Linked DNA regions of Drosophila melanogaster: all the other regions are linked to region 2. Evidence: chromatin contacts called from public Hi-C and HiChIP or PLAC-seq data. All regions are on one chromosome and are shown on one strand. Each heading gives the region's core, a stretch centred on a gene start, on an enhancer-like site or on the middle of the called end of the contact. The rest is flanking DNA. Distances are from core to core; before and after follow the strand shown. Region 1 holds the start of CG14629. Region 2 holds the start of CG3655. Region 3 holds the start of CG3638.

Region 1 (4,561 bases), core at 929-3,428, 83 kb after region 2:
AGGCTAAGTCCTTGCCTTCGGGTTTACACCGCCAAGGATGACAAACCCCCAGTTGCAGTCGCCTGTGAAATGATGACAGTTACGGTTTCACTTTTTGCTGTCCGACTAAGACTGCCGGAAATCGCAATAGCAGAGAAATGCCCCATTCACGGATGGCAGGGTATGCATGCAGCTAAGTAAACTTAATTTTCCTCCGAAACTCAGCAACTTGCTGGACGGATTCATTATTTTGTCACCCATCTTGAGGTCAACGTTTATCTTTATCTACAATTGAAGAAGCAATAAGATTTTGCTCAGTTGAGAAACTCAAGCTGCTCAATCAAAAAGCTAAGTATGTAGGTTTTGTATTGGTTTTCATGGCATCCGATGATGACCAGGGTTTCCAAAGGCTGCAGCAAGTGAAGAAACTTATGAAATAAGACGGAATTCGTCGCAAATCAATTTGCTTATCGCGCTGCCACGCTCGAAACTGAGTCCAGCCAGCCATTGCCAGCTAAGCCCCATTTCTCCTACTTTCTCCCAATATCTTCCCTTCCCCTCCGGCCATCCAGCCAGCAATCCCTTTGTCTTTGTCTTTGTCTCTGGCGATAAGAGACGCGTTCGAGTGACCCTTCTTCAACCAGCGCAGCTTTAGCTTCTGCTCCGGATTCGGATTCGGATTGTGTTGCTCTCTACAAGTATATTCCACTGTTTCGGTTGCTACAGCTATAGCTTCTGTAGCTGCTGCCGTCCGATAAGCGCAATATGGTGCGACTGCACTGAGAGAAATGAATGCCTGCCAGACGCTGAATATGGAATTTGGAATGTGTGCGAAAATGTGATGATAACGATCAGTGACACGGCTTTAAAGGTTCTTATTATGACGTTGCCTGGCCGTAAATTCAAATTCAAATTCAAATTCTGCTACTAAAGTCAATCAAATTATTGACAGTGGACCTGGGATGACCCCAGTTGCCGTTCATATTTCAGGCTTGTGTTTATGCAGCTTAACACTTTGGGCCCCGCTTCCTTAACCCTCATTCCACAGCCGCCTGCCTTTCCAGATGCCCGGAGTTGAAAAGGGAATCCGTTAAGCGGCTTACGCCGGGCAGCAGTCCGTCCGTCCGTCCGGTGCACAGACTCCGTTCCCGACTTTGCAAAGTTTATTAAACATAATTATAAAATATCAACCAAAAAAAAAAGAGAGAGAGAGAGCGGGGAATGTTAGGCCAGTCGGGCGAGGAAAGTGGCCATTAGCAGGCTCGCAGAGGTCCAGGTGAGATGAAGGGATACGGATGAGCCGGACTGGGATCCACTGGTCAAGGGCAGGGCTCTGCGGTGCTGCAGCTTGACCCTGTCGATGTGGGGCTGGCAGGAGGACTCCTTCCTCACGTATCGAAACATGGACTCCACGATATTGCTGGGAGTGATCGTATCGCACTTCTCCAGCAGACTGACGGTGCACGTCTCGAATGCGTAGAGGTCGACGCACTGCTTCGGACCCAAGACCAGCTGGGGCAGATCCCACTCCGGGCTAATCGACTTGGGCAGATATCCGGCGAAGGAAGAGTTCAGGCAATTGGCGATGCCTTCGCGACTCTGCTGCAGGCACTCCGGGCCCTCTTCGGCGATAAAGAGCGCAATCTGGTCTCCGTTCTTGTAGCATATGAACTCCAGCAGCTTGTCCGCAATCCTCTGCAGCACCGCGTTGTGGGTCTTCTCATCGGTGGTCAGGCAGGGCAGGATCGCGTCGTTGAAGTTCTTCAGACAGGTCTTGGCCTGCGGCAATCGGAGGCAATACTTCTCGAAGACCACGTCCAGGTCGCCCTTGGGACTCGCCTCCTCGATCTCCGCCTGGATCTCCGTCATATTGGCCAATCCGGAGAGGCATTCTGCGAGGTGAATGCCCGCATCCTCGATGGACTTGCTCAGGGCAGAGGCGTTAACAGATCCTTTCGGCAAATGGTCATTGGCCTTCTCGCACTTCGACTGCAGCCACTTTTGGAAGTCGGCCAAGGTCACATTGGTGTTTTGCAGGCCTTGGGGCAGATAGTTTGACCTTAGCTGGTCCACATCCACGTTCTCCAGCAGCGACGGATCCAGGGAACCAGCCAAATCCACAGATCCAAGCACGGCGTGAACCGCGAAGGCCAGTAAAAGCGGACAAAGCGACCAGCTCGACATTCTCGCACTAACTGGCTGCAAAGTGCTGAGAGTCGGAGCTCGCAGCCGCGGTTTCTTATCTCCACGATGTGGGGTGGTGTAGTGTGCTGCGCCGCTGGGGCGACGGAGGGGTCAATGTCTGAGATTAGGGCGCCCCACAAAGCCAATCGCCCGCCTTATTCGTGTATCGGTAATCAGTCGGGTGTTTACTCATAACCATCGACACAGTACGAGTATGCCGTCCGTATGAAAAACCAATGTGGCAGGAAACTGAGAATGTGAAATCTGTATCGGTATCGGAACTATACACAAACTAGAGCATCACAGCAAGCACACATTTTAGTAGGGTGCTACCCAAACGAACGAAATAAAGTTCTTTTGATTTAGTCCAATGTGTAACATTACACACTTAAGTTGCAATGGACCAAACACAGTTAAGTTGCAATGGACCAATCACCCAATAAAAGTCTCGGCGCTGTCTGGCCCAAAACGGCTTAAGTTGCGATTATAGCTCGATTTTATTGATTACGTTTGATGTGCGCCCCTAAGATGATAAACCTGTCTGCAGTTCAAATAGGGCCATTGATAATAAGTTGAAACTAAGGCAAATCGTAATTGGTTTCGCTGTTATCAAGGGATTAATTTCGGGCACTATACATTAAGACTTTCCCGCTTCGAAAGAGCGTGAGATCGAGTAAGTAATCGAGGCATTCGAGCTGATAGCAATTTAAAAGTCGTTGGTGCGCGATAAGCCGTATCGTCTTTCTTATCTTGATCGCATGGGATTATCGTTGAATCATGTTCAGTAAGCCTAATTAGATGATTATATATATAGAATCTTAACATTTAGCAGCTGCTAGCGAATATCTTGGCTATCTATTGCTACTAAAATCACTCGAAAATGCTCATTAATACATTTTCTACACGGATCAAGCTTCATTCAAAAGTCTTCCTCTGCAGCCACCATGCCACCCACTATGCGGGGTAGAAATATAACAACACTTGCAGCAGCACGACCATCCAAAGAACACCGACAGCAACTAAAAACGGGAGCAGCGAGCAAGAAAGTAACAATTTATCTTCGTTTGTTGCGGAAGTTGCAAGCGCAATAAACAACATCGGAAAGGGGCGGCTGGCGGGAGGGGCGTGGCTTGGCGAGGCGAGCATAGGGTGCCTGGCACAGCGAATTTTCGGTTAAAAATTATACCGAAAATTGCAGCTAGCGGAGCTAAAGCCAAAGCGGCAAAAAACGGGGGAATTCAGTGCAAATTGAAATGAAGCGCGTGGCAGGGATTCCTAAAAAATGAGCACAATTAATTGCTGCTCACTGTTTCGCTTGTGGGCGTGGCCAGGGGCAGCACTTAGTCGGCGGCAGGCAGTGGGCGGCAAGGGGCGTCGCACAATTAGTTGGCTGCAATGTGCTAGCATTTCTGCATTTGTCCAAGGTAGCAACAAATGCTGCCAACGTGCAGACGGATATTCCTCTGCTGATTCGGGATAATTAATCTATCAATTTCGTACTAATTAAACATTTGGGCCTACATTTTATGAAGTCCGATGGACGGAATTGTTGTCATTGCCAGTGAATCAATTTGGGGAATTAAATTCTCCGCAAAACTAATGAAGGGAAAAAATCCCTTCATTTTAAATAAATGACACATGAAATCAGGCCATTCGGAGGCACACTTGTGGCATTTTCCGTCCGTCGGTCGCCAGTTATAGATGCATAGATGGGGCTGCACAAGTGGGTGGCAGGATGCAGCGGATGTTTGGCGACCGCCTAATTGCAACTGCCAATAGGGGGATGGGTCAAACGGAGGGGCAAGGAGCAGGCGGATGCCATTTGCCAATTGCTTTGCCATCGCTTCCGTTTCCGCTTTGTCGTTCGCTCATGTGTGTGCGATGCGATGGCCAATGATAATTAGCTTGAGGATGGTAATACAGATATTTGTTGCTGGCAGCAGGAGCCTAAGCATTCGAAGGTTTCTTTTGCAATGCAATGACGTCAAAATCATGCAGAAATGTGCTTAATTTAATTTAAATTCTTTCGCTCTGACTGACGTCTGAACAACGACTAATGACTCAATTCGTAATCAATGCGAATGTACAAGCTGAAGCTGATAGGTTGTCCAAGTTGCCTAGCTATAAATGGAATTACTACCCAGTTTCGAGATAGAACAGTCATGGGAATTCCGTTTTTCAGCGCCCAGAAGCAGAATTAAATCGAATTCAAACCGCAAACACAAATGAGAAATGCGAATGTTCAGTTTATCGAGTCACAACTTTGGGGCTTGAAAAAGGGTCTATTTGGGGTGCAGAACCCACTGTTCATGCCCCACTCACCACGATTTGAAAAGTGCTCCATGGGAGACGAGCAACAGAAGAGTGGCGAAAGAAATGCAATAAATAAAACAAACCG
Region 2 (4,466 bases), core at 1,516-4,015:
CATCTTCCAGCTCGGTCTATCGCTGCGACATGTGTGCGGTTTCCACATCCCCCGACTTTGCCACTTATTTTCCACCCGCACTTGCCTTGCCACTCCTCAATGAAGTTGTCGTTGTCAAGTTTTAGACCTGAACTTTTCGCAGCTCCTCTATTTCCACGCCCACTTATGCCGCCCATTGCCGTGCATTGAAAAGCGGCCGCCTTCTCGGACCATTTTCCTTAACCCTTGTCTTATCCTCTCCGCTGGCTGCATTATAATTCGCTATTAGAAGTCACTTAAAAAGTTTCCCAAGTTTTCCATGCAGCTGCCAACATTGTTGTCAGCCACGCCCATTCGTAACCCCTCTAAATTTGCTTGGCCAAAAGTTGTGGGCGGCACAACAGTGGGTGACATTTTTTTAATTGAATAATTGTAGGCATCGTGCCAAGGGATTTCGCGTAGAGACGCATTCCTTTTCCACAGCCATTCCCGGGCTGGGCAATTACAGCAGGATGAGAGAGAGAGAGAGAGAGCTGGAAAATTCTAGGAAAAAACCAAAGTGATACTTGAGTAAAAGGATTCCGAGTTAAACACCAGGCTTTTATTTACTGCAATTGAATTGGCTGCCCGAAATAAAATACAACTACATGCGATGTGCGGAACAGCTTTAATTTTCTCAGCCCCGAGTTCCCTTGGGATAATGGTCAGTTTGCTTCTTCCAGCTCTTTTCAGATTAAGTCCCCTTTGCTGCCTGAAATTGGCAGACATTAATGGGTTAATTTGCATTAATATATTCAATTGGATGGCTCTGCCACCGGGGAAAAGCTTGGTGTTCCAGCAATGTCCTTTTGTTTTCCGCATTTTTGCTTTTGTTTTTGTTTTGCATGTTTGCGTGGCACTTGTTGTTCTTTTTACACTGTTTAATTCGATTTGCCAGCGCATTGCAATTTAATTTATTTTTCAGCCAGCCAACGAAAGTCCTGCTGCCACTTTTCGATCCGAAATGCATAATTGCATTTTAAGCGCTCACAAACAAAGACACTGCAGCACCCATTCCCATTTCGCCCCTCGAATTTCCACGCGATTTTGCCCACGTTTCCCCTCATTTTCCACCGCAAGTCAACTGAAGCTGAAATCATCATTAAAGTAATTATAACTGTCAATGAAGGGCTTGCAAAGTGCAGATAAGGATTAATAGGAAAGCGAGAGCGAGAGCGAGAGCGAGAGCGAAAAAGCGACATCCTCATAAAGGTAATTGCCGGCATAATGATCTTTCTAAATTTTCACCTGGCCAAAAGCAAAGGACCCAGGCTGTGTAGGGCTCACTTGCCTGAGGCTTTGGCGCTCATCCAGTGACTAACTGGCAAATATTATTGACATTTTGGGCTCCACTTAACGTGGGACATGCGAGAGGGAAATCAACATTAATATGTTGAAATATGTTCTTTGGATCTGATGACTGATCGGGAAAGTGAATTAAAGTGAAACGAAAGTTGGCGAGCAAAACATTTAGTGGCTAACAAGCGATTGGCAAATATAGAGTATAGATGGTACATATGTACATACGTTCAAGCATATATCGAAACTTGCTTCCAAAACGTTGATGCTCGACATTGCGCACTTTTGCTTTACACACTTGAGGCTGCTCAAGTGAAGAGCAGGTCAAACAAAAACGCAACAAAGAACTCCATACGCAAAACGAAGCTATTGGCGGTTGGCCAGGTTGACCTTGACCTTGGGGGGCAGCAGTTGGTGCTGGGGCCTCCCCTCGAAGGTCGGCGAACAGTGTTGTAGTCTCGTTTCAGCCGCATTCAAATTTAACAGCCAATTGGGATGCAATGCGCGCTTAATTACACAACATTTATGGAAACCAGTACGCGTAGTGTTTCAAAGTCAAGTGCAAAAGGCGAAGAGAAGGAGAGAATATTCAATCCGCATATTATATACCCTCAAAGTTGTAGAAACACTATATATCGTGTATATTGACGCATCGGTTTGGTGATTACGGTGTAATTTAATCATTGCGTTCACTTGGATCGAGAATGAACATCAAATGAAAAATACTTTTGCTTAAAAAAAAAAATGATCAAACTAATTAAAATTCTCGCTACGCACTCGAAGCTAGCGCCATCCCGCTCGCACCCCCATTCTGAAGTCATATCCATTATAGGCATGTTCATATATCGAACTATTTGTTTTCGATTTGTTGCATTGTGCCTTGGCCAATAATTAATAGCTGTGGCCAAAATCAAATGTTAACTTAACATACATAGATTCCCAGAGCAGCGAACATGTTCGTCGCCTCGCGACTCCCGACCACTCCGCACTAACCAAACTGTTGCGCTTGAAACCGGCCGCTACGCCTGCGCACGCGTCTGCCGTTGCGACGAGCAACAACAAGGCGCTTGGAGCAGAGTGATGGCACGACGGCTATCGAACTCCTGGCTATCTGTCGCTTTTCAAGCTGTCATAACACTGGTTGCTCTGCAAACTACAGATGATACGGATTACAGATGATATGGCTGCTTATTTTATACAAAGCGGTTCATCTGGCAGCAAAATCTCTTTTGTTACAAAAATATATAGACAAAGTATAAACTCGATTTTTCTCTCGATATGATTATTTCCTAGCGCCAAGGTGTTCGATTGGACAACACCATCGGGTTGCTTGCCCAGCAAAAGTCGGCAAACACACGACTTCGAACATGTTGCCAAGTTCGAACGCGTTCGATGTTCGACTGCAGCGGCAGAAAACCGGTGCCGTCACAACGAAAAACACGTCTGGCTTCAGTCGACAAAATTTTTTAATGCGCGCGGTTGTGCGTCGCTCCGTGGCTGAAATTTGCGATTTACGATTCGGGACTTGCGATTGTGCTGACCATTTGCCAGTATTTGATTCTCGATTTGTGGTGATTGTACCCGCCGGAATATTTGATGACCGCGAAAATGCAGGAGTTTTGAAACTAGTGGCTCGCCCCAAGGACAAAGAGGATAGAAGGATAGAAGCTAGCAAAAGGAGGCTCCGTTTTCACGTGCTTATTATCGCTCTCTCTTTCGAGCGCGCTCGTGTGTTGGTGAATGTTTATAATCATTTTTTATCTCGACGATCAATCGTTTGATACGAGAAGAAACCCAGAAGGGAATAATTTAAGTGCCGCTTTTTGTTGTAATACCGAAGTCAATACATTTTTTTCGAGTGGATGGATGTGTGCTGTTTGAATTTTGGAAAATACAACAACTAGAGAAAGAGAGGAGAGGCGAATAAGAAAGAAGAAATAATAAATAGCAAGTTGAAAGAAATTGAAAAAAAAACCGGATTCCCAGCAGAAACAACAACTAAAGAGCAGCATCAAAAGAGAAGAAAAGGAAGAAGCAGCAGCACAGGCTTCCAGTATTCCATATCTTCTTGTTGTTGCGCACACGCACCAGAAGAGAGGAGGATCGACCAGGCAGCTGTTCTCTGGCTCTCTGGAAAGTGGTCAAAGGAGAAGGAGGAGGTAAGTCAAATAAGTGAAATGTTCTCTCTTTGGCCTTCCGTTTGCGTGGGTGCGAGCGAGATGGCGCAGGCGCAGCCGTTTTCCAATTGTTGAATGCTTTTTATGTTTTACGAGAGAAAGGAACCCTTTTGTTATTGCACACAGTGTAAAAAAGGAAATGCGAAAGAGAATCGTATCGATTCCTTGTAAAATTGTTATTAATTCATTTGAAATTACACCCAAGAAAGAGGAGGGCTAGAAATGTAGTACACGGGCCTTGCACGCCTCTACTAATTCCACTTCTGATCGCATTTCACACTTGCTCTCTCTCTTGTCCGTTCTTTCCTTTTCAAAAGTAAAATCGAAAGTTGCAGAACATAGAAATAGTTAATTGTCATCCTCAGTTCAGTTTTCTACTTTTCCCATGGTGCTCCACTGATCCATTTGTTGGCGATTTGAGGAAAAAGCGTTTGGGAAGGGGCGCAAAAAGTCATTTCCAATAGTTGGTGACCGACCATTCAGACTGACATAATGAGCTATAAAGAAAAGAACGATGAACGAGGCGGAGAAGGAGGAAAATGAACGGGGGCCATGCGCATATCTTTCTAGGTATGTATGTAAATATGCTGGGCGCCATGAAAAATAAATAAAAATGCGGTTGGCATTGCACTTTGCTCGGTCGAGCAACGGCAGGAAAGCTGCCTTTCGCTCTCGATTCTGCTCGGTTTTATTTTTCTTTATTTAAGACTGTACCAACTACTATTTTATTATATTTTATTCTTTCCGCTTGCCGGGGGAACATGAGCACTTAACACGAGACACTAATTTTTTGGGGAAATATGTAAATACCTCCTCAAGCTTGTTTATTTCGTATTTAACTATATTTTGGCTTACTCCCACGAAAGTTCCTCGTAGGTCGCAGACGATTAATAAGGAATATTTTTGCTCTTTAATCAATAGACAAATTCTTTTATTTGGTGTATTAAAAGTAAAATGTATTTGTCACGAGTT
Region 3 (4,294 bases), core at 216-2,715, 100 kb before region 2:
AACCCTCACCAGCAATGCTGAGGATGGCAGAATTTTGGTGGATCCCGTGGGGGGAACCTTGAAGTACATACTCCTCGACCCCGCCGAGCAATTCGCCGACATCGTTGCAGAAGCCAGAGCGGTAAGCTACGCAAATCCATGCTATATATGTATGCACCTTTTAATCACAGTGCAATGCTCGATAGATTGTGATCGCTGGCGGAACCATGCAGCCCACTAAGGAGCTGAAGGAGCAGCTATTTACCGGTTGCCATGATCGTTTGGTCGAGCGTTTCTACAACCACGTGGTGGCGAATGACGCGATCTTGCCCTTTGTGATATCCAATGGCCCCAGCGGTGCTCCGCTGTCTTTTAAGTTTGCTCATAGAGGCAGTGCAGAAATGGTGAGTCCCTTTTGATATGTCTTCCATATTTGCTCCCTTATTGATGGCTCCACTGCAGCTCCGGGAGCTCTCAATGATTCTTCGGAATCTGTGCCAAGTGGTGCCGGGCGGAGTAGTTTGCTTCCTGCCGTCCTACGAGTATTTAGACAAGGTCTACAAGTACCTGGAGCAGTCCGGCACCCTCGAGACGATTAGCGGCAGGAAAAGCGTGTTTCGTGAGGTCTCCGGATCGGCCGAGCAGCTCCTGGACAACTATGCGCTGGCCATTAAGAGACCTGCTTCGTATGGAGCCCTCCTCCTGAGTGTCGTGGGAGGAAAGCTCTCCGAAGGCCTGAACTTCGCTGACGATCTGGGCAGAGCAGTGCTCGTAGTGGGCCTGCCGTATTCCAACAGCCTGTCGCCGGAGCTGCGCCAGCGAATGCAGCACCTGGACGAGAAACTGGGACCGGGCGCAGGCAACGAATACTACGAGAATCTCTGCGTAAAGGCTGTCAACCAGTGCATAGGACGGGCAGTGCGCCACATCAAGGACTATGCCTGCGTATATCTGCTGGATAAGCGTTTTGCGGATCCGAAGATACGCGGCAAACTGCCGAAGTGGATTTCCCGCCACATCGTGGAGGCGAACGCCGCGAATGGAGGCTTTGGAGCCGTGCAAGGACGCACGGCTAGGTTCTTCAAGGGCAGATGAGCCTTGGGTACACCTTCTTCCATAAAGATCTTAATTGTATTTTAGCTTTAATTCTTAGCTATAGTATCAATATACTAGATTGTAATTGTATTTTAGCTTTAATTCTTAGCTATAGTATAGTATATTGAAGTCTTTATTTTTTCTTATAAAAATAGCATTTGTAGGCCATTGTAAATGGTTAAATAAAGTGCATAGCAATTTTAATTATTTCGAAGAGGAACAGTAGAGCCATCTGTTGAGAAAATAATTATTGGTGCTCAAAATTTTGCATAGTGCATTTTTTGGTTCGAGCAGCGGCTAAGCACTTTGCCGAGAAACGAATCAGGGCTGCAGGTGTACATGGACAAGTATTCGATTTTTGCCACCTCTCTGCCATCATCGATAGTATTCGATAGGCATCGATTTTATTTCCAGCTCTAGCAGAACTGCGTTTTTTCCCCGTGTTTTCGTTGTTCTCGTGTTTTAGGCCCAGAAGTTCTTGTGCGAATGAACATGTAAAGCCGAACCGATTTGTGCGGTGGATCGGGGACTAAAGATTCGAGCTGTGCGAGGGCTTCAAAGCGAATTGACGGCGTCGTGCAAGGCATCGAAAACGAAAACCTTCGAAGCACTCGTTCTTCGTGTGTGTGTGTGAGTGCAGTGTGTGTTTTCTCTGTATGCCGTTATGTTGTTTACCTATTTTTTGTTTTAAATAAAAAGTCTTGCGGCGAAGCAAGTTTGAGTTTGGTACTCCTTTTACAGCCACTCGATTTTTTAACCCACACACAACCACCCCCACCCCCACGCATTGATAAGCGAGTATGCTTGTTTGTCTTTTATCATTAATGCTACAAAAAAGCGACCGAGAAGCAAGTCGGCGCTATTGAACAAATGTCCAATAAAAGGGGCAACGTACCCAGTGAATCTGCCAGTGTGCGGTTGAAATTATATAAATTAAAGCCATTCTAACAGAAGAAGCAGTCAAGATTGGCTAGATTCTAGAGCTAAGCTCCCGTTTATTCAGACACGCATTCACTAGCAATACAGGTTGTTGCTAAATGTAATTTTAATAGCGCATCATAGAGCTGAATATCTAATGCTCCACCCCCCCGGTGACCCACCATTTAGTGGTTATTCTTGTTAGTTGCTGTCGCCATTGTGTTTGTCTCCACTCCACTGGCAAACTCGTTTTGCTTGACTTTGATGGAAGCAGAGAATGAAAAAAAAACACAAAAGAGGAAGGCAACTGGCACACATTTAAAACTGAAAAATCAGCAGAAAGAGCTTCGAGTCGAAAACCAGCTTGCAGTTGCACTTTGGAAGTTGATTTTGGAGTTGGGTGCAAGTGAGTGCGATATCGTTATCGATAGCTTTTCCTTCAGCTTGTTTACTTCTCGGACTCCGTATCTATTCTACAACTGTCCATTTGCGCCTCCTCTTTATCGTGTTCTTTTCATTCCCCATTATCCAGAGTAGAGAATACCCTTCCATCCAATGCAACGGCGTATGCATACGAAAGCCACTGCTGATTTATCATATATATATTTCTGCTTTCTTCCAGAGCAAAGTAATTGCATCGCATGATAGCCGTTAGTTGTCCGTGGACATGTTTCTTCTAAATACATTCTACATTATGTGCAGGGTATCCAGAAGTCGCCATCACCTTGTTCGTAAGCCACTCTTTTCTCTCTGAGCAGAATGAGCGGCGCAGGTCCCTTCTTTGTTAGTGATGGCAATTTGTAGGAGAGCAAGACATGCCTATTACAGTTGAAAATCGAAATTAAATATAAATATAAATTCTAGTATTATATTAATAATTTTACCATGAGCTGCACAAATTCCTCTTAGATATGTTGAACTGAATATTAGCTAGAATATAACGAATCCCTCGCCTATCAAAAGTTAATGCATTGCATGTTAAAACTGAGTTGACGCAACTGTGCTCTCCCTACGCTCTCTCTCTCTCTCCGCTACTCTCTTCCGTGGCGGCTCTGTCGCTGTCAGAAAAGTCTATTTAAGCAACCGCGAATCGTGCTCTTTTTGTTATTGCACTCTGAACCGCGCGACGGTTGTCATCGCAGGACCGAATCGAATCCGAATCTCGAATAATTTTCAACTCGACAGAGGCAGAGGTTTCGTTTCCGCAATCGCCGGGCTGGAAACATATATCCGTTGCATCTAACCGGATTGCGGCAGGGGAAGCCCCGTTTATCAGGATGATGTTCTGATATATTTCCTAAGCACCTCAGACGGTAGAAGTTGGGGAAGGAGTAGAAAAGCAGGAGGAGGTTGCGAATCGGAACGAATCGGAAACGAAACGGGTCGCGGCTTGAAACGAAACGGTAAATGAAAAAACGCCCTGAACGCCCGACTTACGGCTACTAAATCGAGCTAAAACCCCGATCGCGGTGTCTTGCAGTGAAAATCCAATCAAAAAATTCTAAAAATCTGGCGAATGCAATTGGCTTGAATCAAATGTGCCGAATGTAAGCCGCGTGACTTGGGAGCATACTACTTAGTAGTATACCATATATATTTTTTTTAATCAAAGGCTGCAAATTGCAGCGCTGTTTACTGTGTGTGCATATTTTTTTCGATTTGACGAATTTTCTTATATATTTTGTTTGGGTGAAAAGTGAAAGTGAAAATTTAGAGCAACGGGCAGGACGCGCTTAAAACACAGAGAGAAAGGGAGTGAGAGCATGCGTTGTTGTTTCTGTTTTTGTTGTTTTTTTTCCTGTTTTTTCGGCAGGACTCTCCCCCGCACACACGCTCTCGCAAACGCTCTTGTTAACGGTCCTTGTTCTCTCTTACAGCAGCGGCTCTCTCTTTCTCAGCGGCGGCAGCGTTCTGTGACGTCAGAAGCAGCGACGTCCTTCGCTGGCAGACGCACACACATACACACACCCACACGCACGCACGCTCACTGACAGACACAATACCACACTTAGAGAAACTCCCACCAAGAGAACCCTCCCCCTCAGCAGCAACAACAACAAGAACGACAACAGCTTCGCCAGCAGCAGCAGCAGCAACAAATTAAAGAGAGAGCACATTTATATTCCTTTGTGGCAACGCGAGTGTATATGTGTGTGTGTGTTTCGAGGCAGCCGCACCACTACAACTGAAACTGCAACTGCACCAACAACAACAACTAAGCACATCAACATATAGCAACAAAAATGGAACAGCCGAGCATTCTCGTCAAAATCCTGCACTCGATTCCGCACGTGAATTACAC

What was found. A called contact is a pair of places that touch in the nucleus more often than the background predicts. HiChIP or PLAC-seq counts read pairs in DNA pulled down with a chosen protein or histone mark.
Region 1: a Psq HiChIP or PLAC-seq map of the Kc167 cell line shows a contact between it and region 2, with 6 times the contacts expected there. The contact joins the promoter of CG14629 here to the promoter of CG3655 in region 2. A contact is called at or near these places in 15 of 107 Hi-C or Micro-C datasets (the D17-c3 cell line, the Kc167 cell line, the OSC cell line and 9 more) and 2 of 6 datasets of contacts at active chromatin or transcription factors (both in the Kc167 cell line).
Region 3: a Hi-C map of the Kc167 cell line shows a contact between it and region 2, with 2.2 times the contacts expected there. The contact joins the promoter of CG3638 here to the promoter of CG3655 in region 2. A contact is called at or near these places in 4 of 107 Hi-C or Micro-C datasets (the Kc167 cell line, the OSC cell line, the S2 cell line and 1 more) and 2 of 6 datasets of contacts at active chromatin or transcription factors (both in the Kc167 cell line).

What each region holds. Positions count from the first base shown.
Region 1 is chrX:1,049,142-1,053,702 of dm6, reverse strand. CG14629 reads right to left here and starts at 2,178. Exons shown (of 1, transcript NM_130525.4): 1 at 1,072-2,178. The coding sequence starts at 2,163. The coding sequence ends at 1,204. All of the region lies in intron 1 of lncRNA:CR44779 (long non-coding RNA:CR44779), which reads right to left.
Region 2 is chrX:1,133,195-1,137,660 of dm6, reverse strand. CG3655 reads left to right here and starts at 2,765. Exons shown (of 5, transcript NM_001103392.2): 1 at 2,765-3,476.
Region 3 is chrX:1,233,855-1,238,148 of dm6, reverse strand. It overlaps CG3638, which reads left to right and starts at 1,465. Exons shown (of 11, transcript NM_166874.3): 1 at 1,465-1,704; 2 at 3,870-4,294. The coding sequence starts at 4,236. CG11403 reads left to right here. Exons shown (of 3, transcript NM_130542.4): 1 at 1-121; 2 at 186-383; 3 at 442-1,276. The coding sequence ends at 1,074.